2 separate regions of the Mus musculus genome follow, and region 2 is linked to region 1. Evidence: chromatin contacts called from public Hi-C data. All regions are on one chromosome and are shown on one strand. Each heading gives the region's core, a stretch centred on a gene start, on an enhancer-like site or on the middle of the called end of the contact. The rest is flanking DNA. Distances are from core to core; before and after follow the strand shown.

Region 1 (5,930 bases), core at 2,416-4,915:
ACGTGGCAGAGCTGTGTGGACTGCCCTAAGAATACAGAGCCCCACAGGCCAATACCTTCAGACCCAGACTGCTCTCTTGTATTTTCCTTGAACCAATAAAACATTGAAACCTTTCTTCCCGTATCAAAAATGTATTACAGCATCTTAATCACTTAAGAATAAAGACGTACACACGTTAAAATAAAAATCCAGCTGAAGGGTACAAAGTGTGGAAAGCATGCCTGGGCCTCACCCTGGAGCCCTTGTTCCCAGGGCCCACCCCATGGCCATGAGAGATGGCCAGAGCAAAGGAAACCCCAGTTAGCAATCAAGAGTTAGCCTGCTCTGCAACTGGTAATCTGCCTATGGGCTCCCTGAGCAGCCAAGTTGTCACCCCGAGTCTCTGGTGTAAGGGATGAGAGAAATGGCTGATCTGAATCAACACCTATCCTATGGTCTTGGTTTTCATCAGATGCACACGATGCTGGCGGAGGCCATCTCTACACTTGGAGTGACTGGGGTTTGGTCTACTTGTTCTCTGTTTCAGGTTTTTGCAGTCAGTCACTGGGTCCTGTGAGTTTCATAGGTGGAGTTCAGCCTGAAAATTATAGGTGGCAAAATAAAGACATTACTGAGAACTTCCAAGAGTGGAATTTTGTAAAACAAATCTACTAATTCATCTATGTTTCCGGGAAGGTTCTAGAAAACTTTGCTATGGCCACGGGTGTCCTCTGACCTTATAGATCCAGACAGGCACATACCTGAAACTGAGAGTTCTCCTATTTGGTTGGTCTAGATAGCTGACAGCCCCCAGGGATCCTACCTCTACCTTCTCACTGGTTGAGATAACAAGCTTTAAAGGGGAAGTGGGGAGGCTTATGCGGCAGAGCATGTTAGCACCTGAGCTAGTTCCCCAGCCTTTTGTTCACCAGGGGAAATGAGGATTGACATTAGGAGTCGAGTCCTGTACACCTGAGTTTGCAGGCAAGCCTCGCTCAGTACTCACAGTTCATATGCTTTCCTTGAGCACACTGGATCTGCCAATGGATTCAACCTCACCATACCTGGAGATCAAGAGACCCAGTGGGCCCCAGGGAGCAAGCAGAGGACAGGCACATCTTTTGAGGTAGCTAAAAAACAATTCTTAAGCATCTCACCCATGCCTCTGTGGTGTGTAGGTTAATTGAGGGAATTGTAAAACTGGGACATTGTGGGGAGCGGGTGTGGCGGCAGTCCCAAAGGCGCCAGGGACTGCAGCTAAGTCATATGACTTGCACCTGACTTCCTCATATAAGACACAAACATCTTGAGTGCTGTGCAGGTGTACCAGGATACAGGTGAATCCAATTTGGTGGAGATTTGCCCCTGCTGCCCTGATTAGCTGAAGCCTCGTGACTGGCGAGGGGGCATGGCCTGCGGTGCGTGGATGAGAGAGAGTATAAAAGGAGTGAGAGGCCCAGGGTTCGGGGGAGATATAAACAAGAAGAATCAAGACTGAATAAACTGCTGTTAGAAGGACTGGTGGTCGCGTCATTCTTGCTGGTCGAGAGCGGGCGCGACAGGACACAGCTAGCCAGAGAGACCCAGGAGGGTGCAAACATAGATCAGACTGAACCAAGCAGAAGATGGAAGGCAGACAAGGCAAAGTATGACACATAACCAGGGACAGCCATTATCTAACAGGGTGGGGCCAGTTCCAAATGAATCTGCAGACATGGGTGCCTATACATTGCTCCTAGAATCCATGGGGACTGCAGTGAAGGAGGGACCACTCCTAGATCATGCTGGGTCATAAACTTGCACCTCAGAATGCTGATGCTTTGAGAACTTTGTAAATGCTTATTGTAGGAGTCACATCTGTCGAGGTTTCATGTGAGCCTAGTGCATTACCTAGAATTTAATTTCCATCTCAGAAATACAATTGCCTTGACACACTAATTCCGGCTTTCCTTTCAAAGAAAAGAATGAAGAAACGTGTAGAATGTCCCAATTTCCTGATTCAGTGGGACATCTCTGAGTGTAGGCCAGTCCTCCTGATAGAGAAAGATTTGTCCTGAGTGTGCAGCAGCTCTCTGTCCCACGTGCAGAAGCTTGCTGACTTCATCGTACTATGGGTTCTTCCATTTAGACAAGATCCAACTGATGCTGTGAAATGTGGTTTGGTTGAACAAGATGGGTCTGCTCTAACAGGATTTGCTGAATCAGATTCAATGACCAAGGTGGGAATGAAGAAACTGAACAGTATACCCAATAGTTAGTTCTCTTCGAGAAGGAGGAAGAGGAAGAAGAGGAGAAGGGAGAAGAGGAAGAGGAGGAAGAGACTATAGGGACCAAAGAGATAGCTCATAGTTAGGAGTGACTATTACCCTTCCAGAGGATCTGGGTTCGACTCCTAGCACTCATTGCCTGATTGTAAGATCCAAGGTCCAGTGTCTTCTTTGGTCCCCTGGGCACCTGCACACACATTGCACATACCTACACAGATACACATACACACTATAAATCTAATAAAAACTGAAAATAACAAAGCGAAAGACCTGCAGAATCTCTGCTTTTCATTTTCAGTTTTATAGTGTTGGGCATCTCAAACAGTAACCTGGTTTCCAACACTGAGCCACACCCAGCTCGTTGGTATCTTTATTTGTTGTATTTACTTTGTCTTGGATTGTTTGTTTGTATGTTTGAGACAGGGTCTTATGTTAGCCCATGCTGGCCTTAACCTTGCCATGTAGCCTCAGAGTGGTCTTGAGCTTTTGATCCTCCTGTGCCTCATCCCCAGCACTGGGGTTACAGGTGTGCACCTCCACACCTGGTTTATGTGGTGCTGTGGGGATGGAGCCCAGGGTTTCCAGAATGCCAAGCAAGCTCATCGAAACAACATCCCCAACTCCTTGGTACCTTTTCAGTTAAAGATAGCAACAATATGCATGGAGCTGTGTTGGCTTTGTTGCATCAGTGAATGGGAAACCACAACATTTGACTTAGTGTGGCTGCCCGCAGATCTGATTAGGCACTCTTGCTGTCATCCCCCAAGACAAAAGAGCAGATCCGCACAGCCTGCCATCCGCTCCAGTTCCCATCATCTGACTACTTCCTCTTCCCAGCCTCTTCACTGTTTGAGTCATGGTGCATACTCACAGGACTTGTGCTTACCCCTGGGACATGCTGTCAGAGCTGTCACATTGTAGTGTTTTCTGTTTGTTCCACCTGAATCCCTGAATGCCTCCTCTCTGTCCTTCCTGGAATCTGCCAACTGGAGGTGTGTGGGGGAGCTAAATACCACTTCACATACCTGCATCCGTTCCTCAGAGCCTCACACATGTCCATCCCCAGAACCAGTTTCCTCATCTAAGCAAGGTACGCCTTTCATGCCCTTTCACAGGTATTGCGTATATGTGGTCAGCACTCTGGGTGTATTCTAAATGACTGTGGCTACAGCCGTTATTGCTCTTTACTCTGACAGCCTTTGCTCTCTGTAGGTTATGATCTTGTTCCCAGCGGGGTGAAGGGTAACAGGGGCAGGGAGAATGCTAATAAGAAACCCTTTGAAGCTGGGTGACTGCTAGTTGAAGGTGGGTGGCTCAGGAAACCCTGGAGCTGTGGACATGGTTTCAGTGGTGGGGATGGTAGCCAACGCTATCACTGCCTGTTTTTCAAGGTCTCTCTCTCTGTAAGAGCAAGCATGGTCCTGGCCCCCATGCTTCCTGTGATCACAGAGGTGGTGATGCACTGTGTTGAGCAGTACATACCTGCCCTGATGTCAGGTCTGTAGACAGCCTCCCCCACTGTCACCCCCTTCCCCCGCCACTATCACCTAATGCTTGTCATTTCAAATGGCTTTGCCTTGCTGAGCCCACCTCCTGAACTATGAGAACCTCAGGGACACTGGACTGCAGCCTTTGGAGAACCACACCATGCCAGAGCCAGCAACCACCACAGGCATTTCTAACAAGCCATTAGCCGTCTTTCCCAAAGGCTGCAGCAGGTGCAGAGACTTCTCAAGTGGTCCTGCCATAGCTGTTCTTGGCTGTAACAACAACAACAACAACAACAACAACAGCAGCAGCAGCAGCAACAACAACAACAACAAAAATGAGAAGTTAAACATGGAAATCACTCTGAAGAAAGGTCTAGAACCCTGAGTGCAAGCCCTCACTAAGATGTCTTCATGAACACTTGGAATCCTCCAAGCACACAGTCCTGACAGATGCCTCTCACTACCTCCATACAGCAGGAAGAGCTCGGTTCACCCTCCCTGCCCTTCATGGAGTTTGCAGAACGGACACAAACATTGGCCAAGCAGGAAGTGCCTGAAAACAGCTGGCCAGTATGCCATAGCCCCAGAAGAGCTCTGCTTGCTGATTGCCCAGGTTGGGGATTCCTATTAGAGCTCCTAAGGATGACTGGCGCTTCGGTGAGTCTACCTATGTGGCTGGTAGGTAGCTGGAGTCCTAAGTCAAAAGATGGTGTTCCTCCATTAAGGACAGAATAAGAGTTGGGATGGAATCCACCAAGAGAATCTGCTCTTGTTTCTAAATACTGAACATCGCAGGCAGGGTTTTGTAAAGTCTTATTTAACGAGACATCAAAAATAATCTTCTCTGCCTCATGTTGTAAGATTAAAAGAACAATACAAACATAGTGATACAATTCAAAAGCATGGAGGGATGCCAGATGTCTCTGAAATCCTGTTTTACAGTTAGTTATAGCAGTGAGTTCAGGTCTGGGGTTCTGGCTGTCGAGGAAACTCTAGCAGTATCTCAGCAACATGTCCACCTCTGCCACCACTAAGATACAAGATACAGCGTCCTCATTAGCCTTTCTCCTGACCCATGATCAGGAGCAGACATTCATTATGGTGGATCACCAGCAAAGTGCCTGGGCCCTGCCCCTGGCTTTGGAGCCTCATCCAAACATGGCAATCAGAGAGACTGGCTTTGACAAATCCACTTAAAGGTGGATTCAAGAATCAACATGTGGCTCACCAGAAGGGGTGAGAGTCTCAAGACACTTAATGTAGAGAGAAGATACTGAGTCATCACTGTTGTGAGAGTGTGTATGCCTACACCGTAACAGTCTAAACTAGTTCACACATGGTGCTCTTGAGCTGGGCCTGTGTGACTGTGTGCCATGAGATGGAACTTAGGGGTCAGAGGTCATCTGGTAGCTCTAGGTGGTACTAAGGGGGCAGTGGGTCCCATCTTTATGTAGAAGAGAGGCTGAGGAGGAGCAGGGTCTGTGTCAGTTCATCTGTTGATCGTTCAGCTCTAAAGAAAAATGAGTCCTAAAACATAGGAGAATGGATACATCTGGGAACTATATTAAGCCAGGTGACCTGCACTCAGAAAGGAAGGAAGGAAGGAAGGAAGGAAGGAAGGAAGGAAGGAAGGAGGAAGAAGGAAGAAAGAAAGAGTTGGTAAACCTAGAAAGGAGACCCTGAGAGGGTAATGGTGTTGAAGGGCAGAGCACAGCCACTCTTCTGCTCTCCCCTTCTGCTCGCCTGTGCTCGCCTCGCCTCCGCATCCGAAGGGCCCTAGGCTTTTGCTTCTGTCTCATAGTTGCTTTGTCTTATTTGATGGTGTAACGGCATCACTTGCCCCCGGAGAACATTAGCTGGAAAGTTTAGACGTTCCTCTCTAACACACATAGTCTATTTAATCTGAGATTAATGTTTTGTCTTTTCTGCTTAATGATGTTCTTTCATGTTTGCACGTGTGCTTGTACATTCTCCATTCTGTGTGCGCGCAACATCAAGTGTCTTCCTCAATCTTTCTCTACCTTATTTTCCTTAAAAAATTTGCAGGTATTGTTACTTTTAGAAAGACTTGTTTTTCTAGGCAGTGACGGTGCACACTTTTGATCCCAACACTTGGGAGGCGGAGTGAGGCGCATCGCTGTGTGTTCCAAGTATCGCTGTGTGTTCCAAGGACAGTCTGGTCTAAAGAATGAGT
Region 2 (5,570 bases), core at 11-2,510, 130 kb before region 1:
TATGTGCACACTCGCAGCTTCACAGCTGATTCTTCTTCCTCCAACTCCCTCTTTCTCTCCCTCCCTCCCTCTCTCATATCAGGGATCAAACACAGAATTACATGCATGCCACTGGGCTATAGTTTTTTAGGAAGAAGGAAATCTACCAGAGAAGGAAGCCAGAAACCTGGGGTCATGGGGAAGAGAGTCTCTGTCTTCCCCCTCCCAAACCCTAGCTGGTGAAGAGTTGCATCATGTTAACAGGAGGTCCTAGTGTCAAGCTACAGAAATCAACCCAGGTTAACACAAGAGAAGAAGGCTTTATGGGAAAATGCATCCAGGAATGAAGATTATCCTGAGCAGCATGGGGCAGGTGTCTTGTGGTTTTGAGAGAGTCCAACATCTGAAGTCACACAGCAGGAACTGGAGAAATGCTCAGGGGTTAGAGCACTTGGTACTGTTACCAAAAAACTTGAGTTCAGTTCTCAGCACCAGCTCCAGGGGTCTGCTGCCCTTTGCTGTCTTCCGTGAGCACTTGCATACACAGGACGCATGCACACACAGCACACACACACATACAAACTCACATATACATACACTTACACATGTGCACACATATAACTTTTAAAGTCACAAGGCAGCTGCAAGGACCCAGGACTGCCCCCCCCCCCCCGTTACTGAAACACTGGATGCTGCTGTCCCCAGAGAGTAGATAAATAGCCTCTACCACCACTTCTCCTCCTGAGTGCTCCCCTGTTGGTCACCTTGCCTTTCTGTCTTGCTGTGCTGTCAACTTAGTCAGAGTCTGGGTCAAGTGCACCAGATACCCTTTGACCAAAGTCACGGTCACATACAAGTGATCTGGGTCAAAGGGTATCTGGTTTCTCATTTCTTATCATGAGAGATGACCCCTGAGATGTCCATTGTGGGTATATCAGTTAGAGAAAGGCCAGCTGCTCTAGCAATATGGCTGAGTACTATGTCCATGGCACAATGTGCTTTCGCTCTGCAGACGTGGAGGTTGACCAGAGTAACTGTGGCAGGACACAGAGCAGCTCCAATTAACACGACCGAGCGTCACAGCAGATGTGTCTTCGTGCACTGCCTTCAAGGGTCAGTGTGGAGCCTAACAGAAAGTGGAGGAGAATGGGGAAGTCATTCCAGGCCAGGCCTTAGCACGGAACAGGCCATGTCCCTCTATGTCTTATGGTCCCTATAGAAGTGACTTGAGTACCTAGAGAGCAAGCAGAGCTCTTGTTAGATTGTCCCATCCTTCTGGTAGCCAAGTGACCTTGGCAGGTCAGATGGCTTAGCCATTTCTGTGAGCAAGCATGAGTCACTGTGCCTCTGACTGCAAGGGCGCCCACCCCTCCAGGAGCCTGTAAGTTAATTAATTATTCAAGGGTTCACAGGTGAATATCAGCTGAAACAGCAAGCCAAGGAAATAGACAATGCACATGAGAGAGCCAACAGGGCAGTGGCCCTGAAAAGCTATTGACTGCCTGAGGGATGGACAGAGGCCAAGGAGCCAATAGTCAGGCCAGGTGGAGGAGCAAACAGACAGGGCATCGGATTGCTCAGCCAATAGTCAGGCTTCAGACAGTTCTGAAGGCGAGGGGGAGGAGCAAACAGGACATCGGATTGCTCTTTTACAAGATGCCTGAGGACTTGGGGCTCAGGACAGAGCACCTTGAAGGTGGCAGCTACCCCACAGAAGAGGCATCCTCCTCCCTCCCAAGGAAGATGAAGAAGGACCCTGAGCTCACAGCTAGCTCAGGGTGCAGTGGGCAACCATGTCGCTCCCTGTCTGGATACTGCCTGTGGGGTACTTGATTCAAATCTGTACTGCAGCATTGACTTGGTTCACAGACAACTAGTTATTGAAGTCTTATCCCTCTGGTTTCTCACTCAGCCTTCTGAGAGCTCCATGCCACTTTCCTAATTGGAAAAACCAGTCTGCTTTCACATCTGCTTCTTCAGTGGACCTCCCGAGGGACTCGGCTTTACAGAGCCTCGGGTTCCCTTCCAGAGCCTCACTGAGACTCTGAGCTCCTCTGCATCTTTGGCAGTCCATCGGTCTTAAAGACACAATGGTCGCCACCTTAGGGTATACCTGGGAGGGAGCTGGAGTCTTTTCTATGCTACATTTGGCATAACTTCTCTTGAAAAGCAGGTGGCTCTGTGTCTAACCCAGGACTCAGAAATATAGTTGGCCTCAAGGGAGCAAGGAAACAGTGGTCAAATCCCTGTCATGGTGCCTGTCACTGCTGGTGTGGGATGACACTAATCTGTCACTGTTGGTGTGGGATGACACTAATCTGTCACTGTTGGTGTGGGATGACACTAATCTGTCACTGTTGGTGTGGGATGGCACTAGCCTGTCACTGCTGGTGTGGGATGGCACTAGCCTGTCACTGCTGGTGTGGGATGGCACTAGCCTGTCACTGCTGGTGTGGGATGGCACTAGCCTGTCACTGCTGGTGTGGGATGGCACTAGCCTGTCACTGCTGGTGTGGGATGGCACTAGCCTGTCACTGCTGGTGTGGGATGGCACTAGCCTGTCACTGCTGGTGTGGGATGACACTAGCCTGTCACTGCTGGTGTGGGATGGCACTAGCCTGTCACTGTTGGTGTGGGATGGCACTAGCCTGTCACTGTTGGTGTGGGATGGCACTAATCTGTCACTGGTATCAGGCAGGCACCAGCCCTCCACTGTCCTGGGACTTGACACCAGATGAATGGGCTGAGTGGGGAATCGGGTACAAATGTTGGAATGCATGAAAGCTTACTGAGTCTATGGGTGACAACTTTAAAGGGGCATGTGAAGACTACAGTATGGTTTCCCCTAAGCCACACTGGCATTCTAAGTGTGAGCATGGAAGGCAGGATGGGAATAACCAAAGGAAAAGTAAGCCGAGGACAGGAAGCTCCAAGTCCTTACATGTTCAAGGGTGTTACAGAGGTTACGGTGCTTGGCCAGGCTAAGAAAGGAGCAAAGCAAACAAATGGGGGAAGAGGAAACAGGATCCCAGGACTGCACTGGGGATCTGTTTGCCCTGAAGGGGGTGGTGACCACTGGAGTTGATGTACTAGAGGAGACAGGGTGCTCTGGGCTGCTACTGAGAAGGAGGCAAGTTTTGATAAGCACATTTAGGGTTGTTACTGTGAATAGAAAGGGGAGGGCAGCAGAAGATGAGAGGAAACGAGGGAGGGAAGGAAATAGAAATGGAAAAGGGAGGTGAGGGGGGGATGGGATGGTGGAAGAGGAGGAGAGGGAAGAAAGGAAAAAGGAAGGAGAGAGGAAGAGAAGGGAGAGGAGGGAAGGGAAGGAGGGGAAAAGAGGGAGAGAAGGAGGGAGAGGAGGAAGGGACATGAAGGAGGGGAGGAGGGGGAAGGAGGGGAGGAGGGAGGGAAGGACGGAGGGAAGGAGGGAGATGAGGAAGGGAGATGAAGGAGGGGAGGAGGGAGGGGAAGGAGGACAAAAGACAAGAAGGAGAGAGGGGAGGAGGAAGAGGGAGGGGAATGGAGGGGGAAAGGAGGAGGGAGGGAAAGGAAGACAGAAGAGAAAAAGGAGGGAGGGGAGGAGAATGGAGAGAAGGAGGAGGGAGGGAGGGAGGGGGTTAAATAAGGAAAGACTGAGGTAAGGATTGTCTAAACATTTTTCAAGTCTATTTGTTATTAAAATTTTAAATCTCATTTTCTCAGACTCCCTTCAGATTTTAATGTGGTCCCACCCTGCAGGCCGTTCTCTCTGCTCAGCATCTTGGTGAGCCTTGCAGAAGGGACACTGAAGGTACAGTAGGGATGTAGCGACCCATTCCCGTTGGAGCTAGAAAACAACTAAAAGCAAGATTTACGCTCCTGTCTGTGGGAGATGTTATCAGCCTTCTCACGGTTTGGCTGACCCCATAATCACTGGCCCGTGGGGACGTGTGAAACTAGCCCTGTAGCCTAATCTCACTCACAGCTGATCCAACTCAAAGTTTTATCTTAGCTGGAGATCCACACACAGCCCTCCCACTAATATTAAAACTCTGTAGAATTCTCTTCGTCTTGGCAACAGTTGACCCTTCATCATGGCTTTATGGTTTATGTCTGGATAGCTTGAGGGGTCTTCTAACTCCCTGGGTCCCAGACTTCATCCATAAAAACAGAATGTTGTCTCCAGTGGACGCTCGCACACATAATTTCCTTCCTTTCTGAGTAGGGAAGCCTAAGGCTTGCTGGTGTGTTTGGCAGGTCTAGGTGGACAGGGTGTGTCCCTCAGCGCTAGCAGAGTCCCCACCACCTTGGAGTCCTGCACTCAGGAAAGCCCTGTGAGGAGGAGGCAGTTTGGAATGACCCATGACCTAGGAAGGCCTCCTCCTCAGAGTCCAGTCGGTTCCCCTGCTCTTCTGGCCTAGAAGTGGAGTGAGTGCAGGGAGGACTTTCTCTCCGCGATGATTACAGACTTACGCATTTCAGCATTCATCGTGCATCAGGCTGCCTGGTGTGCACGGAAGCTTTGATTAACTCCACTTTTTATTTATTTTTATTTATTTATTTATTTTTTAGATTTTATTTATTATATGTAAGTACACTGTAGAAGTTTTCAGACACACCAGACAAGGGCACCAGATCTCACTGTGGGTGGTTGTGAACCACCATGTGGTTGCTGGGATTTGAACTCAGGATCTTCAGAAGAGCAGTCAGGGCTCTTAACCGCTGAGCTATCTCTCCAGCCTCCAACTCCACTTTTTAAATGTATTTGTGTGTAGGTGTGTGTACGTTTGTGTGTATAACATGCGTATGTTTGCACATGTGTGTATGACATTTGTGTGTGTACGTTTGCACACATTTATGACATGTGTATGTTTGCACATATGTGTGACATTCATGTGTGTTTGCACATATGCCTGACATTCGTGGATATGTTTGAACATGTGTATGACATTGTGGATGTGTTAGCACATGTGTGTGACATTCATGTGTATGTTTGTACACATGTGTGACATTCATGTGTATGTTTGCACATATGTATGACATTCATGTGTGTTTGCACATATGGCTGACATTCGTGGGTATGTTTGCACGTGTGTATGACATTGTAGGTATGTTAGCACATGTGTGTGACATTCATGTGTATGTTTTCACACATGTGTGACATCCATGGGTATATTTGCATACATACATGACATTCGGTGGTATGTTTGCACATGTGTATGACATTTTGAGTATATTAACACATGTGGGTGACATTCATGTGTATGTTTGCACATATGTGTATGAGATGTGTGTGTGTATGTTGTTTGCACATGTGTGTAGAGGCCAGAGGTTGACTCTGGGTGCTTTCTTCAGTGGCTCACCACATTATTATTTTTATTGTTGTTGAGACAGAGTCTCTCACTGAACCTGGAGTTTGGCGGTTTGGCTGGACTGGCTAGCCAGCAAGCTCCAGGCATGGTCCTGTCTCTACATCCAAACCTTGGGATTACATGTGTGAGGCACACACCTCAACATCTTGCCTCTTATGTGGGTGTTGAGAGTTGGGCCTCAGGTTCTCAAGCTCCTACAGCTCCCACTGTCACTGGCTGTCAGGGAATCTTGCATCT

The links. Hi-C and Micro-C count contacts between places; a contact is called where the count stands out from the background.
Region 2: a contact with region 1 is called in a Hi-C map of the N1E-115 cell line, with 3 times the contacts expected there. The contact joins two enhancer-like sites. A contact is called at or near these places in 2 of 484 Hi-C or Micro-C datasets (the N1E-115 cell line and uterus), 1 of 115 datasets of contacts at active chromatin or transcription factors (microglia) and 3 of 9 other capture datasets (adipose tissue, liver and pancreatic islet).

The regions. Positions count from the first base shown.
Region 1 is chr8:125,646,741-125,652,670 of GRCm38.p6, reverse strand. No RefSeq gene overlaps it. Among named protein-coding and RNA genes, the nearest start is that of Gm30871, 17 kb to the left of the region's middle. Within about 2 kb of position 3,665, at least 41 of the 459 cell types and tissues checked have an H3K27ac peak or open chromatin away from gene starts, as enhancers often do. A contact at or near this core is called in the N1E-115 cell line, where this site is marked.
Region 2 is chr8:125,778,206-125,783,775 of GRCm38.p6, reverse strand. The region is part of intron 25 of Pcnx2 (pecanex homolog 2); the gene reads left to right. The region is part of intron 2 of Gm39284 (a long non-coding RNA gene); the gene reads right to left. Among named protein-coding and RNA genes, the nearest start is that of Gm39284, 6.8 kb to the right of the region's middle. Within about 2 kb of position 1,260, at least 13 of the 459 cell types and tissues checked have an H3K27ac peak or open chromatin away from gene starts, as enhancers often do. A contact at or near this core is called in the N1E-115 cell line, where this site is marked.